Regions from separate parts of the Xenopus laevis genome. Here region 2 is linked to region 1. A link is a contact called in public Hi-C data. All regions are on one chromosome and are shown on one strand. The core of a region is the stretch at or near the end of the contact, and the rest is flanking DNA. Distances in the headings are between cores, read along the strand shown.

What was found. Hi-C and Micro-C count contacts between places; a contact is called where the count stands out from the background.
Region 2: a contact with region 1 is called in a Hi-C map of the XTC cell line, with 3 times the contacts expected there. The contact joins the promoter of LOC108714227 here to the enhancer-like site in region 1. A contact is called at or near these places in 2 of 4 Hi-C or Micro-C datasets (the XL177 cell line and the XTC cell line).

Annotation. Positions count from the first base shown.
Region 1 is chr4L:79,477,646-79,480,866 of Xenopus_laevis_v10.1, reverse strand. LOC108714227 (inactive tyrosine-protein kinase transmembrane receptor ROR1) reads left to right here. Exons shown (of 9, transcript XM_018258240.2): 7 at 1,116-1,361; 8 at 2,667-2,878. Among protein-coding and RNA genes, the nearest start is that of ube2u.L, 23 kb to the right of the region's middle. Within about 2 kb of position 1,481, at least 1 of the 7 cell types and tissues checked has an H3K27ac peak or open chromatin away from gene starts, as enhancers often do.
Region 2 is chr4L:79,627,242-79,630,517 of Xenopus_laevis_v10.1, reverse strand. LOC108714227 (inactive tyrosine-protein kinase transmembrane receptor ROR1) reads left to right here and starts at 1,653. Exons shown (of 9, transcript XM_018258240.2): 1 at 1,653-2,020. The coding sequence starts at 1,909.

The DNA.
Region 1 (3,221 bases), core at 232-2,731:
TTGGCAACACAGTTGTCAAGCAACAAGTTAGTGACTGCCCATTTTTTAAAAGCAATCCTGTTGAGAACGGTAGTTACAGTAATTTAAGCTCTTCTTCCATACCTCAAATAACCCTTGTATTAACAAAATTGCTATAAGTCTAACCTCTCAACCCTCCTGTCTTTGTCATCTTTGCTTCAAGTCTCTTTATATCCTACACTTAATCATTAACTAAACCCAGATGTTTTTACTCCTAAAATCTGTCCAAAATTCAACTCGATCTCTCACAAAATGCAACTAAGACATTATTACACTCACACTTTATGGCTCATGTTGGCTTCTGCAGCTCTGCATAATGGATTTCTGTTATTGAGCCTGTTTCATTTCCAGCGTGTCATATTTACCTGCAACGTCATTTCTGCTCCGTCCTTCTTCCTACATGGACTATGTCTCTTGCGTTTCATATTCTAACCTACAAGATCCTCCGTTGTTCATATTTTGCAGTATAACAGATGGTGCCAGTTGTGTGCACATTTTCCAGTTCTAAAGTTTTTAAAACTACTACATATAACTTCTTCCTATACCTACAATTTGATTTTAACATTAGGTATCCAATGATGCAGTTAGTCAGTATCAGTTTAAACCCCCATCTCCCAAATTAAGTGTGAAAAATGTGTGACATCATTTTGACTTCAACTGTAATTGATGTAATTGCACAGCTTTTCTAGTGACTGGCTGGAAAGTATGAAGTTATGGATCACATGAGCTATAAGAGCATGATAACATTCTGTGTCCACTTAATGGAACTAACAGAATACAAGTGGATTGATTTGCTCCTTTTGTTGTGGGAAAAGCTCTGGGTAATGTTTGTCATTACTCTGAAAAGTCATTTTTTAAAGCTAAAATAGTAAATATCATGCCAGGATGTCTATAAAATAAGCAGTGCAAAACTGACCATTTTTCCTGAGCATTGCTTTGTCACTGTTGAAAGAATACTTCAATTCTTTCAAGTTATGTTCTGTAGGATATGTTCTACTTGTAAACCACATAGATCGCTCAGAGTGTATTCGTTTTCAAAGTCTCCATCTTGTACAAAGGCATTTACTGTAACAAATGCATTTTTGTTCACCTTTCAGACCATAAGTGCTACAATAACACAGGAGTAGATTACCGTGGTACGGTGAGTGCTACAAAATCTGGCCGACAGTGCCAGCCGTGGAACTCCAACCATCCCCACACTCACACATTCAATGCAATCCGTTACCCTGAACTCAATGGAGGCCATTCTTACTGCAGAAACCCTGGGAATCAGAGAGAAGCCCCCTGGTGCTTCACCTTGGATGAAAATGTCAAGTACGAGCTCTGTGATATTCCAGCCTGCGGTAAACATTCTCTTATTTTCCATTTCCATATTGGTGCATAAAGGCAAAATGGGGGGGATGTTTCATTGTGGGAAACGAAGGGCATGGTTTCATGTTTTCAGCAATACTGGGCTGTGTGACTCCTGTGCAGCTCAACACAGAGCGCCTTTGTAGTGTATGAAAAGAGATCTCTGCTAGAGAACACTGCGAGCCTGAAAGCAAAGCCACAGCATCTGAAACAGGAAATTCCCCCCAACAAGACAAACTTTTACCGCTTCAGCATCTGTTTGGCAACTTAAGCAATTACATCAAATATTTTCACTCTAACTATTTACAGGGAAAGCAAATATCCTCTATGATATATCATCTCTAAAGCATTTCTACAATTGCGGAAGGGCCTGAGTTATGGCAGTAATTGAGCCTATAAATTGCTATTTCCTATCAAGGGATCCCGTGGCCAGCATGTATGGCAATAATAATACAGTTTTTCTAACCATTATTGTATGAAAGCTTACACAGCACTTTCTGCATTTAGATTCCTACCACAGGCCCAGTCAATGTTCCCCTTTACATTTCAGAGGAAACTACAATTCCCATCATTCTTAACTAGTTTAGCTATCCTTCTCTACAGTAAAAAGAAGAGGCTATGTATTGTAAAAGTTTTAAAGGGAAAACAAAGTGTATGTTCATATAATATTACCAATTTATAATAAAAAAATACACAAAGTTTGCTTTATGAGTATAATCTCCCTTTGTGAATCATCTTAACCAACTTTATTTTTATTAATGTACAGTATATAATGGCAATTGGATGGTTTCTAAATGGAGAATAATTTACCATTAAATATCTCTTTTATAAAGAATGTAATTTTTAGGTGAGGGATTTCCATGGTTTATGGCAGGGCTGAGGGCCCCTAACCGGTACAAAGTTTGCCAGGTCTAGTAAATCATAACCAAATTAAGCCTTTGCTTTTCAACAGCTGATTAGTGAACGCTCCCTGTTTAATAGTTGCTATGGGTTACAGGACCTGTAGCAGACTTTGCACCTTTTATCACAATAATCCTAAAAATCTGGTTGCTTTATGCGATCAGCACTGAAATGCGGTCAGCACTGGTGGGAGGTTTAATTTAATTCAGCTCGTTAATGAAATTATAATTGTAGCAAATGAGCTGAACTTGAGACTTGATTGAATTTTCCACCTTATCTGTTAAAACTCTACAAAACTCAAAGTATTCAGCAGGTTTTTACTATTATTAAATCTAGTAGTGCCTGTAAAATGTATTTATCTTAGTTGTAAATTGTTTCTTCTTATTTTTGTACTTCAGACTCTAAGGACTCAAAGGAAAAGAACAAAATGGAAATCCTGTATATACTGGTTCCGAGTGTTGCCATCCCCCTAGCTATTGCCCTGCTCTTTTTCTTCATTTGCATCTGCAGAAATAATCAGAAGGCTTCGTCCCCACCAGTGCAAAGGCAACCTAAACATGTGCGAGGGCAGAATGTGGAAATGTCCATGTTAAATGCTTACAAACCTAAGGTATGGCATGAATATAGTTTATTTTTAATAATATGTGGATGTGTTATTCCCTGAATGGAATTTCACCATTACACATGTCTGAATACGATGGATATTTATCTAAGTGTATCAGAATCAGCAAATGGAACTTGCACATACAGTATAATATGAACTCATCCAGTCTGTGTACCTTCTATACCAGCAATAGACAACTTGCTGTACGTCACAGAATTCCTTCACAAGCTGAGAAGCCTGTGAATATTAGTTCTTGAGCACTGAACATTGTCCATCCTTTTTAGTGCCATGTTTTTTGTACCTGGAATCGAGATTGAGAAGAAGTAGTTTAGTCGAATTATACAGAATT
Region 2 (3,276 bases), core at 404-2,903, 150 kb before region 1:
CTACATTTGTAGCCTTAGAGGGCACTTGCTTTTTAGATGGGGTCAGTGGCTCCCATTTCAAAGCTGGAAAGAGTAGCAAGAAGAAGGCAAATAACTCAAAAACTATAGAAAATAAACAATGAAGACCAAATGCAAAGTTGCTTACAATGGCCATTCTGTAACATACTAAAAGTTAACGTAAAGGGGTCTTGTACCTGGGACAGCTCACTTGTTCAAATTCCAAATACCATTTTACAAAACATATTAATTAAACGTATTGATGACTGTGCAGCTACTAAATACCCATCACAGGGTTGCCAAGTTGGCGGTTTTCCAGCCAAATTGGACTACTAATTTAAAGCCCAGGCCAGTTTTGAAAGTACAAACTAGCCAAGATATTGATTTAGGCTACTTTTTAGTTCTTTGGCTGGTTTGTACTTTGGAAACCAGCCAAAGTTTTTTGGGTTTTTTTTGCCCTGATATGCCAAACCTGTGTCTCCCAATGCATGTTGGGTGATGTAGTTTTTGTTTAACAATTTGCCAACTGCTTAGTTTAATGTAAGGCTACAATACAAAGCATGCAATGGGACTGACTTGTGTAGAAGTCGGGCGTTAACAGATTTTGGGTTCTGTACCCAGGGGCATCCTGGCCCCTTCACCGCCCAAGGCAGCAGCAGTTGTGCCGCCCCCCTCCCCTGTGCGCCTACCTTTTTAAGCCTGAGGGGGTCTGGGGGGGGGGTTCACCAGGGCAGCAGTGAGGACCAGTGCACTAGCTCAGAGAGCCTAACTGCGCTCTCTGCGTTAGAAGAGTCTAATTTCCGGTTTGAAAACCGGAAATTCGGTTCTTAAAGTACCAGGAGTGGCATTTTTGCTGCCCCTGGTACCTAGTGGGGAGACTGTCGCTTGAGGCGACAGTCTCAAGTCGCCTCATTGGCGAAGCACCCCTGTCTGTACCAGAGTCTCCCTTCACTCTTTTCTCACATTATCTGGTGACTTTCCTTAATTTTAGACAATTTTGGGGCAAAAATCAGCTTGCCACCAAAATGTCTAGAGCTTGACCTGTTTTACCAATATTTATTGTAATTGTATATGTATTATACCTCCTGGCTCCCCCTCTGTAGTTACACCCCTGGTTACGGGCAAATCTGTCCCATTTTGCTTCATGGAAATATTTGAGAAAATTAAAAAAAGGCATATTTTCACATACATTTATTTATTTGACTTTTTTTTTCACTGCACATATTGTGCAACTTTTGAAGTGCCTCTTGGCTAGTTTTGTAGTTGACTTTGCAACCCTGACCCATTAGAAACGAGTTGGTGGAGCCACAAAGAAACCCTTTAAAACCCTTTTATTTTTTTGACGTTACTGTTCCTTTAAGGCCACTGGTTCGCTGCACAGCGCTGTTTTTGCATTTCAGTGTATTTATTTTGCCAGCTGTAACAGTATAAAATATACACTCGTACGAGTAAAGTAGCTAAAAGAAAATATACTTTTGAAATGATATGTGTGTCGCAGCGAGCCAGCGATAAAGCAAACAGGAAGAATAAATAGCCTGGGGCGGAAAAACCTGACAAGAAAATAATTCGCAAGTTCCAGCAGGTGGCGCTGCGTCCCCTGCAAGTGACACTTGGCTCGGTCTGAAGCGCTTTAGTTTGTGTCGGTACTGATTTTGGAAAAGTGACAAGCGAAAGGGGGGTGGTTGAGAAAGTTGAGAGAGGGAGGCAGAGAGTAAAGCCAGCTCCTACCTTTCAAAGCCCTCCGGAAAGGAGAAAAAAAAGTTTGGCTCCATTAACTCCATCAGAAAGGCAGAGGTAGAGTGGAGCTCGCAGCCTGAGGGACCGGGAACGCTCCGAGGCACCCCCAAAGCGAGCAGGCGAGAGGTACATCCCGGGGAGTGGAAGGACCCTGCATCCCGAGCCTACGGATAAATGATTTATTGGCTCTGCACATCCAGAGGAATGCACGCAGCCAGGCACCCCTGCACCTTCCTACTCACGGTCGCCCTGCTGGAGGCTGCCTTATGGGGATACACAGCACAAGGTAAGGGGGGCTTTCTCTGGGGTTTGGAATTGCAGGTTTTCTACTACAGCAGGGCTGGGACTTTAACATGATGGAACCATCCATTGTTATGTCAGGGCTAATTCATGCACTTCAAGGCTCCAGCTCAGAAATGCTCAATTCTTCATGTACAGTCAGTAATAACTTCATAGTACTTCATGTGTGTTTCATAACATATATTTACCCTTCCCTAGTAATAATAGTATATCTTTCTTGGGGGAGGGGCCCCATCACATACAGGGTAATAAAAAGGACATACAGTGACATATTCACAGCATTTCAATTTGTTTGTTTCTTTGGAAATATTTTTTTTTAATAATTGCAATCCGTAGAAATTCTCTGACATCTGTAGAAGAAAAAGGGTAATATTGGGACTGTTTAGTATTATGTGTATCAAAAATGTCGCCTCTTTCTGTGATTTATAAATATTACATGAATATAGATATAAATCTCAATGGCCTTAATTCCCCTTTCAACCTTTTAGCTACTATAATACTAAACCATGTCATTTTTATGATTTAATAACAGTAATATTAATACTGTGCATAGAATCATCACATAATGCTCTCCTGTCAGTTGGTTTTGTTCTGGTTTCTATGAATGTAGGTCAAGCTAAGGCCCTCAAAGGGTGCAATGTTAATGTACAGCCAGGGCCCCTTGAATAGCATGCTGTTCTTACCCAAAGAGCTGGCAGTCAGAGGCTTCCTGAAAAGGAAGGAATGCTGCATAGCTGAAATATTCATGCATGCTGAGAGTAACTTCATACTTGTACCTAGTGTGCTGCTGAGTTTTGCTATTACTCATTATTGTTTTTATTTTTAAAAAAAATCCTGAACTGAAACCAGACAAGTCCCAGTAAGACATTCCGCATGTGCCCATTTTTTCTCTCCGGCAGATAGATTTCAATTTCTTCCAGGCTCCCAAACCCCCCCCCCCCCCATGTGCTTTTAATCTGTTTTAGGCAATGACAGAGATAGATGTAGGTATCTATCATTTACACACTTTTTTTTTGTTGATTGTCACCAGCAATCCACAGGGGAGAGAGGAATACAGATAACTGGTCACTTAGTGGGCTCATTTACATTTGTCAATACAGTAATATACAGTTAGCTGAATGTGCTGATTTTAACAGTATTCTAATGCACAATTAATAGGGCATTCTTAAGCAGACATAAGGGAAGAGTTCACGAAAAGCTAATAGGAAAACCTAAGGCATTCTCTTTTCTCTGCAGGGTGCC